2 separate regions of the Mus musculus genome follow, and region 2 is linked to region 1. A link is a contact called in public ChIA-PET data. All regions are on one chromosome and are shown on one strand. The core of a region is the stretch at or near the end of the contact, and the rest is flanking DNA. Distances in the headings are between cores, read along the strand shown.

What was found. ChIA-PET counts read pairs in DNA pulled down with a chosen protein or histone mark.
Region 2: a contact with region 1 is called in an RNA polymerase II ChIA-PET map of memory CD8 T cells, with 18 read pairs. The contact joins two enhancer-like sites. A contact is called at or near these places in 2 of 115 datasets of contacts at active chromatin or transcription factors (effector CD8 T cells and memory CD8 T cells) and 2 of 9 other capture datasets (adipose tissue and liver).

What each region holds. Positions count from the first base shown.
Region 1 is chr1:160,177,636-160,181,937 of GRCm38.p6, reverse strand. No RefSeq gene overlaps it. Among named protein-coding and RNA genes, the nearest start is that of Mrps14, 15 kb to the left of the region's middle. Within about 2 kb of position 2,332, at least 20 of the 459 cell types and tissues checked have an H3K27ac peak or open chromatin away from gene starts, as enhancers often do. A contact at or near this core is called in memory CD8 T cells, where this site is marked.
Region 2 is chr1:160,307,210-160,311,511 of GRCm38.p6, reverse strand. The region is part of intron 19 of Rabgap1l (RAB GTPase activating protein 1-like); the gene reads left to right. Among named protein-coding and RNA genes, the nearest start is that of Mir1927, 13 kb to the right of the region's middle. Within about 2 kb of position 2,336, at least 130 of the 459 cell types and tissues checked have an H3K27ac peak or open chromatin away from gene starts, as enhancers often do. A contact at or near this core is called in memory CD8 T cells, where this site is marked.

The DNA of each region.
Region 1 (4,302 bases), core at 1,083-3,582:
CCTGCCTCCCTGGCTCACAGTTACAGTAATCTATCCATCCATGCACCCACCCACCCATCCATCGATCCATCCATCGATCCATCCATCCACCCACCCACCCACCCACCCATCCACCCACCCACCCACCCACCCACCCATCCATCCATCCATCCATCCATCCATATATCATATCATATCATATCATATCATATCATATCATATCATATCATATCTATCTGCCTATCATGTCTATCTGTCCATCTATTTTCATGCCACTCATCAAGTATATTTTAGGCAGGTGTTCTGTCATAGAGCTATACCCTTAGTGCCACATGTCTTTGTTTGTTTGTTTGTTTTGGCAGGGGGTTTATAATTCTGCCATGATTCAGATATACCAGGTAAGTGGCTGCTTGAGATAGAAATGGTTTTAGAATAACCTTGTTCAACTAATGGGGCACAGCTAAGTAGTTCATTCTAAACCCTTTTGTCCAACTCCTAGAGTTTGTAATCTCAGCCACCACGCCTGGGTGTGACACATTGTTTGCCCGGGTGTCACACACTGCCTGTTCTTCTCAGTGTGAGCAGCTCCTTCCTCTTAGACTAATTCCCCCCCCCCCCCCACACACACACGCTCGAGCTTTTCTTTATTTCCCTTCATTAAATTACTTTCTTATAGTCCCATAAATGTTGCCACAACATCAACAACTTAAAAGGATAGAAATACATTCTCTCACAGTCCTTCTGCCAGATGCCTGAAATCAAGTCACCAGCAGGGCTGTGCCCCTTCAGAGGCTCCAGGGTAGGCCGTCCCCTTGCATCTTCACTTCTATTTCCTTCCTGGAAATCTCGGTAATTTCCCTCATCCTCTGGCCCTTTTCTCTGTGTGTGATTGTCTGTTTTGTTTTCTCCCTTTGATTAGAACCCTCTCATTTGGATTAAATGTCCATCCTAATCAAAACAATTTCATTTCAACCTTTCCCTTGATTACACCCAGAAAGACTAATTTCACACGGGCTTACCTTCTGAGGTTGGGGAAGGGAAACCAAACACACCACACTCACCTTAGACTTCAAGGCAAGCGCGTCAACTTCTCTTGTCAGCTGCTTTTCCTCGTTTACAGCTCCCCCATTCCTCTTTTCTTAATTAACTCCCTTAGGGCTGATTCATAATTTATGTGCACAAGACCTGGCAGTTTTAAAAGCATACGCAAGGTAAGCACATAAAAAATTAGAATTTTTTACAGAGGTAATGCCAAGCCAGGGAAGGAGGGGCGGGGAAACTGCCATGGTCACATACAAGTCTGACAGTATGTTTGCAGTGTGTCCTCAGCTCACTGGAAACTTCCTAAAAAAAAACAAAACAAAACAAAAAACCAAAAAAACCCCACATTGCTTTCACATTCCTAGCAGAGGGGATGCTCAGAAAGAGTTCTGGATAGATGATTGAAATTCTCACTTGTTATTATGTCCTAACCAGATCATCAGCCTTGATAAGGTCAGACCAGATGCCAAAGCCTCTCATTGCTTTTGAATTTCTTCCTCAGTTCTCACCTATATCGATACAACCTGCTAGCCTGAGATTTTGGAAGTGCCCTTCTATCTCTTTGCACAATGGCAAAAATCACACAACCAAAGAGGGGCAACCTACATCTTTTGTCACTTTCAGAGAAAGACCTGAACAAAAGTATCCATGGGAGGTTAACAGGGGGAGTGAGGCTTCTCTGCACCCTCTCCTCTGCTCTGAAACAGAGCTGTCAGATATGTATCTGTCCCTCTGATAAGAACACGAAGTCCAGAAGTCAGAGATGAGACTCTCAGCTTGGCATTCCTTGGATCAAGTGCTCTGTCCTGCCCAGAGCTAGCACTAACAAGCCTTGTACAGTGGTGGCAGTGGTGACGCTCCTAAGCGTTCTCCAGCTGCCTGAAAGCCCAGCAGATGTGCTCTCTGGGAAACCCTCTAACACAATGGCTCTCAAGCTTCGTTACACTGCATACAACCCTTAATAAAGATCCTCATGTTGTGGTGACCCTAACCATAGAATTAGTTTCAGTGCTACATCATAACTGAAATCTTGGTACTGTTATACATTGTAATGTAAATATCTGTGTTTTCTGATGCTCGACCCAAAGAGGCCAAGACCCACAGACTGAGAACCTCTGTTTTAGAATGCGTACGGGAGCTTAGAGAGACAGGGATACCAGGACTTCCTGGCCTCTGTGAGTTTCAGGTCACCTCAGTGGAGTTGCTGCAGAGGCTCACAGTGTTCCCTCTGCTGCCTCTGCCTCAGACAGACCTGGTTGTCAGGCTGGTTCCAACACTTGCGTCTGCCTCTGCAGATGAATGGGTGACTCTTCTTACCAGAGGAAAGTTGACATTTGGAGGGTTTGATTCTGACTCAGTGTCCTTTCAGACACTCTCCGCCAGCTGCTTGTGGCTCCATCTGAACAGAATGTTTTGTGTGGTTGCAGAGTGAAGGCCACACCCATTTCCCCTTGCAATGGCCATAATGGGTTTTCACTTGAAGGAATAAACATTTGATAGGAAAGCAGCTTTTTTTTTTCTCCACATTGTCTTTCTCCCTCCTTTTCTTTCTCTGCTTCCTAGTTCTTCTAATCCCAAACCTAACTGATATAAAGGCAAATCATTAGACTTTAATGTTAACGAATCACTCTGTAGCTATGAGGACAGAACTATCGCAGAGCCGTAAGCTAGGAATACCTGAAGGTAGAAACATGTGCAAGGCCACAGGGAGATGTCCCCATTCCTGTACTTGAAGGTTCATCATTTATGTGACCCGTTAGGCCCAGAGCAGTAGAACAGTACCTCCACACTGGGGCCTGGAAAGAGCATGGGGACAGAATGTCTATTTTATATTTCATGTTTATCAAAGATACTCTCCCCACAGCTTTCTCTCGGGGTCTGATCTAAAAACAGATAAAGAATTTCTTGGATTTGACTTTCCCCATCTCTACACTTGTTTCTGTTGGGGAACTAGAACTGTTCCAGAGTTTCCTGGTCTCTTGGATTTATCAGTTCTAAATAAAACCAGGTGAATCTGTAGCTTGACACATTTCAAAAAGGAAACTGAATTGTATGTTGAGACCTTTTCCTCATGTGCTCTGTGCTGCAGTAGAGGTCTAACCTTGTCTTCCGGTGTCTCTCACTGATTGTTGATCATTTTCTGTCATCCCCAAGAATGACCTCTTCCAACAGTCTCACAAGTCATGGGCCTTAGGCATGTGGAAGCTGCCCAGCCTTCCATGGAACCCCTTTGATCAAATAAGTTACAAGACTGAGCTCTCCTTGCTAGGCATCTGCTTTGAGAGTTTGATTTTTCTTCTTTGGATGCAGTTCATTCTGAGTGGATGCTCTCAGCATCTCTGCTGTACACAAGGGGAGAAGGGGAGGAAAAACAAACAACAGCAACCACTTAAATGGTTCCACCTCCACAAGTCCTGTCTTCTCAATGTTCTTTCATACCCTATATAGTACTGAGAAATATACAGTATGTTCCTTAAAAGATACACAGAGATTATGAGCAATCATTACTTCATTTAATCCTTTCATAAAATAGAGGGTAATGCTTTATGAATTTTGACTCCTTTCTATAAGAATGCTGCTTTGCCTGTCCCTCTAGAATGTGAAGTCTGTAAGAGCTGAGCCATTGGTGGCAATGACTTTGCCTTGTTCAGTTCTATACCTCCACATTATTGATCAATTTCTACCACATACTATGCACCCAAGATCTCTTTAGGAACAAAGTCGGATTGTATTTCCTCTAATCTTACACATCATGCTGGTTGGTGAAGTAGAAATTGTCATCCCTTTATACACTTGGAGTCTATCCTTGAGGTTTGATGTCAGACTGTCTCTCAGGCTTGTTTCATTGGGATTGTATACAAAGCCCCACTCCCTGCTCTCCTCTGTGAGGAAACCAAAGGGCCTGCTCTAGCAGAAGAACACATGCCCTATGAAGCAGAATGGTGACCCAGCTGGGAAAGCTGATGTCATGAAAATGAGAGACTAGGCCCACCCATGTGGATTCTTCCCTGCTGAGCCCATCTGTCTGTGTGGGCTATCTATGGCTACCATGGAGGCATAAACTTTATCCCCTTATAGTAATAGACTGGGTTCTGATTATGGTTGCTCTGAATGCTGGGAAAATTCGAGGGAGGCTGGCATCAGTCCTTTGCTAATGATCTTATTTGGATAAATACATGCTAGTAATCTTTGTCGCCTCTAAGAAACTCTAGACTACTCAGATTACAGACGTTGGTTTGCTGATCTTTCTATGCCCCAGTGAGGCCAAAATTTTATCATCTC
Region 2 (4,302 bases), core at 1,087-3,586, 130 kb before region 1:
TCTGGGGTTCACTCAGCCCCATGTATATGTATACTCGGCCCTCGGTCCTCTGGGCTGTATTTCTGTCAGGGCTATTCTGTTCTCCTCTCCATCTGACCTGATTTTATGGCAGTCACGATGAGCATGTTCAACAGGTAGAGCTGGAGACAGGAGAGTCTTTGCAGGCACCCTCATGAGGTGAGAGAAATTTTTTTTGGAAGCAGGATCAGTTTCTTAATGCATTTGCTTCCTGGTGGATGACAAAGTTATGTTTTCACAATAGAACCCTTGCTGTGCTATGTATGAGGGAGCTCGGAGTAGGAAAAGGTCATCATATTTATGCTTTCCCTAAGCTTCATGTTGGCTATTCCTGTTTCTAACTATGACATCTCAGAATTGATGTTCTTGGAAGGCTAGGATGTGGTATTCAACTCAAACATATTTAGTGAGAAACAAATGTGGTTTTCTTTTAAAAGTATAGTTTTAGAAAGATGACTTGGGGGACAACAGCCTCCAGAGCAAATTACCCCTCAGTTCACCTTCTTAAAACAGCATTTAAAAACATGGCAGGACACTGCTCCGGATTCAAATCTATGTTTATACACATATGTGCCATGTAGAAACATCTGTACATACATGAGGGTGAATGATTATGAAAGTAGAAAACGAACCGTGGGAAGAGGACGGTTTTAAGGGAGAAGGAAGGAAAGAGGGAAAAAAAAACAGTAATGGGATAGTGTGACATTAGCAAGTGGCAGGAAGAAAAGAGACCAGCAGAGCCAGGCAGGGAGGGTGTGCCTGGCAGGGCAGGAGGGGTGTGATTAAGAACAAGGCACAGTGGCATTTGTATCACAGGCCAGAATGAAAACCATTGTTTTTGTGTGTTAATTTTAAAAGGTTCGGTGATTAAATCTTAAACTATTACCACATCTGGAAAACTCTCAAGTTATATTTTAGTTACTCTGATTGTAAGCAGAAAGGCTCTGAACATGTCAGAATTGCTTTTTCTTTGAATCCCTTTTTCTTGGTATAAAGACTTGTTATTGAAAATCTCCAGTTGTCTATCAAAGTAGACTGAATTTATCGAAACACTTAGCAACTCTGGGGAGTTCTTAATACCTACATTTCATGTTACCCCTTGCACTTTACTCTGATAGAGACTTAAAAGGCTTTCTCTCTTTGAAATCCCCCATTTAGCCCATTTAGTGGATGGAAACTAGACACATTGCTTTTGCTTTTCCTGCATGCTGGGGAAACCACTGATCCAGTCTCCCTCTCAATTTACGTGACAAGAGGAAACGGGAACCTAAGTTTAAGGGAGTCGCTCTGCAGGTAGACAGCTGGCTGGATCCTGTTTGAACTGGGGACCTGTGTTTACCAGGACTGCTTTGCTTTCTGCTGCCCGTTGATCCACTAAGTGGTGGTGTCCTCAGCGTTTGCATCTTTGGTCCTAGGTAATTCTCTGCCCCACTGCCATTTCTCCCAGTCAGTGGCATACTGTGAGGTTCAAAACTGCAGAAACTCTTGGGAGATGATCCAGTGGGTTTCAGGCACCCAGTGGACAGTGGGGGAGTCACAAGAAGGGTGTCTGTCTGGTGAAACTGAAAGACTAGTGATAAACGGGACAGTGAACAAAAGCTGCTGAAGTTGGGGAGAATGTTAGCAGACTGCTTCAGAGTCAGTAGAAAATGTCTTGGAAAAGAAAAATCGGTACAGCAACAAGTTTTTCCTAAGATCATCAGTTTTCAAAGAGCATGCTTTTTTGTTTATGTAAAGAAAAAAAACTTCATTTCCTAGCAAGATCCAGAATGTATATTTTAAGGCGTATTTAAGAATGGCAAAAATACAAAGAAAGGGCTTAGAAATCCTAGTCAGTGTTACTCAAGAAAATCTAAGCACTGTGGTGGACAGACAGGTATTTTGGATTTAGAAATGAAGCGTCAGTAGTATCTGGTCTCTGTGACCATTAGAGGATTCTTGAAGGAAGGAAGGAAGGTCGGAGCTTATAGAACTGTTTGTCCACCCTTTGTGTAAAGTTAAAACTATCTTTACAATCTTCAGTTGTCTTATAAATCGATTTTTGCACAGATTCTCTGATCCCTTAAGCCTTATGAGTTGAATGTGCAGCACCTTTAACGTGCCTGGGTCTGTTGTTCCCCCAGGTCCTATTTTTCCCCCTTGGGCTTTAAGTGTTCTTAACCAAGAAGATTACCTATTGTTTCTCTAAATGTGCTCTCGCTGGGCACAGAGGGGACTGCTCAAGTGAGGTTATAATTCCTGTTTGCCCCTGGGCGGTTGCCAGCACAAAGAAAGGCATGACGGGAAGTAGTTTGGTTACCTTTCACAACAGGTGTCTTTGTTGGTGCTATTCAGCTATCAGAGTGGCAGCACTGAGTCACTGCAGAAAGGGAAGAGGGGAAGCAGTTGCTCTGGCTTTCACATCTGGAGAGCCACGCTGCGAGGTAAACCTCCAAGTCTGCTGCCCTGATGAAAATATGACGAGGTCCACGCTATCTTTAAAAATACTACTGAAAAGATAGAAAGGAATTCAAAAGGTATGGACTGCCCGGATAATTCATGATGCCTTGAGTCCTGATTATCTTTTAATTTTTACTTGGCTATTCATCTTTAAGATAAATGTGCGGAGGAATTCTTAATGAAAGTAATTCTCTAAACACAAAGCTGCATTGTGGGGGAAAATGAAGTGAAAATGCTTTACTGGCTCCCGGAAGGGTCAAACATAGCTTGAAGTTGTTTTAATCATGAGAATTTATTTAAGATATTGCATTTTCTGTTTAAGTAAGCCTATTAGACTTGGCCGTTTCCTAGCAGAGGTGTTTGCCCTTCTGTGAGCAGGCACTTTACCACAGAACGCTTACAGGACTGCAGAGCTCCCAGTCACGGTTAAATGGCGCAAGGTGATACTAGTTAAGTAGACATGCTATGGGATAGGAAGAATTTTAGGAAAACCTAGGAAAATAGACCCTAGATTGCATTCTGAGTTTGTTTACCCATTCTCTCACAAGCCAGCGAATATAGATAATATAATCCTGGTATTGGTGATAAAACCTAAAGGCAACACATAGCGGTATTTCTTTTTACTTTAACAGATGTCACCAAATTAATGTTTAATACTAACAGAAAATACTTCTCAGTACTATTGTACTGGTAATACTCAGGGCAGGCACAGGAAGAGCAGGTAACATGTTTTTGGAGGAACGTTCCTGTCTTCCATTTTCTTTGCCTACACTGTCATGCATGGAATAAGCATGGGTGATTTATCTTAGTGGTTGAGAGAACTTTCCTTCTGAAAACATAAAGCCTGCTTACCATCTCCAGCTGCCCTCCAAAAACCACCTGTGGGAACTAAGGGATGGATAGTTTGTGACTATCTGCTGGTTTGAGTAATTAAAAGAAACTTTTAACTTTAAATATAAAAGGACTAAGAATATTTATCAGCAGGGAGAAAAACAGTTTATAAATGAAACCCTTGTGTTTCTCCAGAATCACATCAGATATTTGTATTTTTAGTGGGACAAAGGAAAATTATTATCAACTGGTATTGATGCCCCAAATGAATTGTTTCATTTTTATATTTTGGTACTTTTTTTTTTTTAACAGAATTACTCAGAAGGGAGAGAAATTCTTTTTTTCCCCCTTCCGTCTTCAGGAGATAAATTTTAACTGCACCAAGAATTCTATAAATTCTGAGAAATAATAATGGCTTATCATCTTTTTATTTTCTAAGAATAAGGAAAAATAAGCACTGATTGCTTTAAGAAAAATTGCTCTTCTTCCAAGAAGAATCTTCATGTGAATAATAATGAAGAGATGAACTGTTTGAAACTGAGTTACCGAGGACGTAACATAAATCAACTTTTGTTTGGGAGGAATTTCATATAGGCTATTTCTAGTAAGGAACCCTTCTTCTTTCTATTTTCTGAAGTGTAAAGAAGATTCCCGGCCTGGTGGTCTCATGCGCTGGGTTGAGAATGCAGGTGTTTTTGGTGTACACTTCCTGCAGAGATAAGAGACCTTGTGGTTTCCACTGGGGGTGAATTACTAGGCAAGTCTGTGATAGCAGCTGCCTTTTCTTTTTTCCTCCTCTCTTACCCGCTGGGTTTTGACACCCAGCCCCTGGCTCTCAAGTGGGTGTGTGCACTGAGCTGCCCTAAGACCGTTTCCCTGGATAGTCTGGTCTGGAGCTGGGGCAGCAGCAGCTGCTGTGAAGAAGCCAACTGGCAAGATGATGGAAGAAATCTCCATTATGGTAGCCTATGACGCCCATGTTTTCAGCCAGCTGCATGATGAAGACTTCCTCAC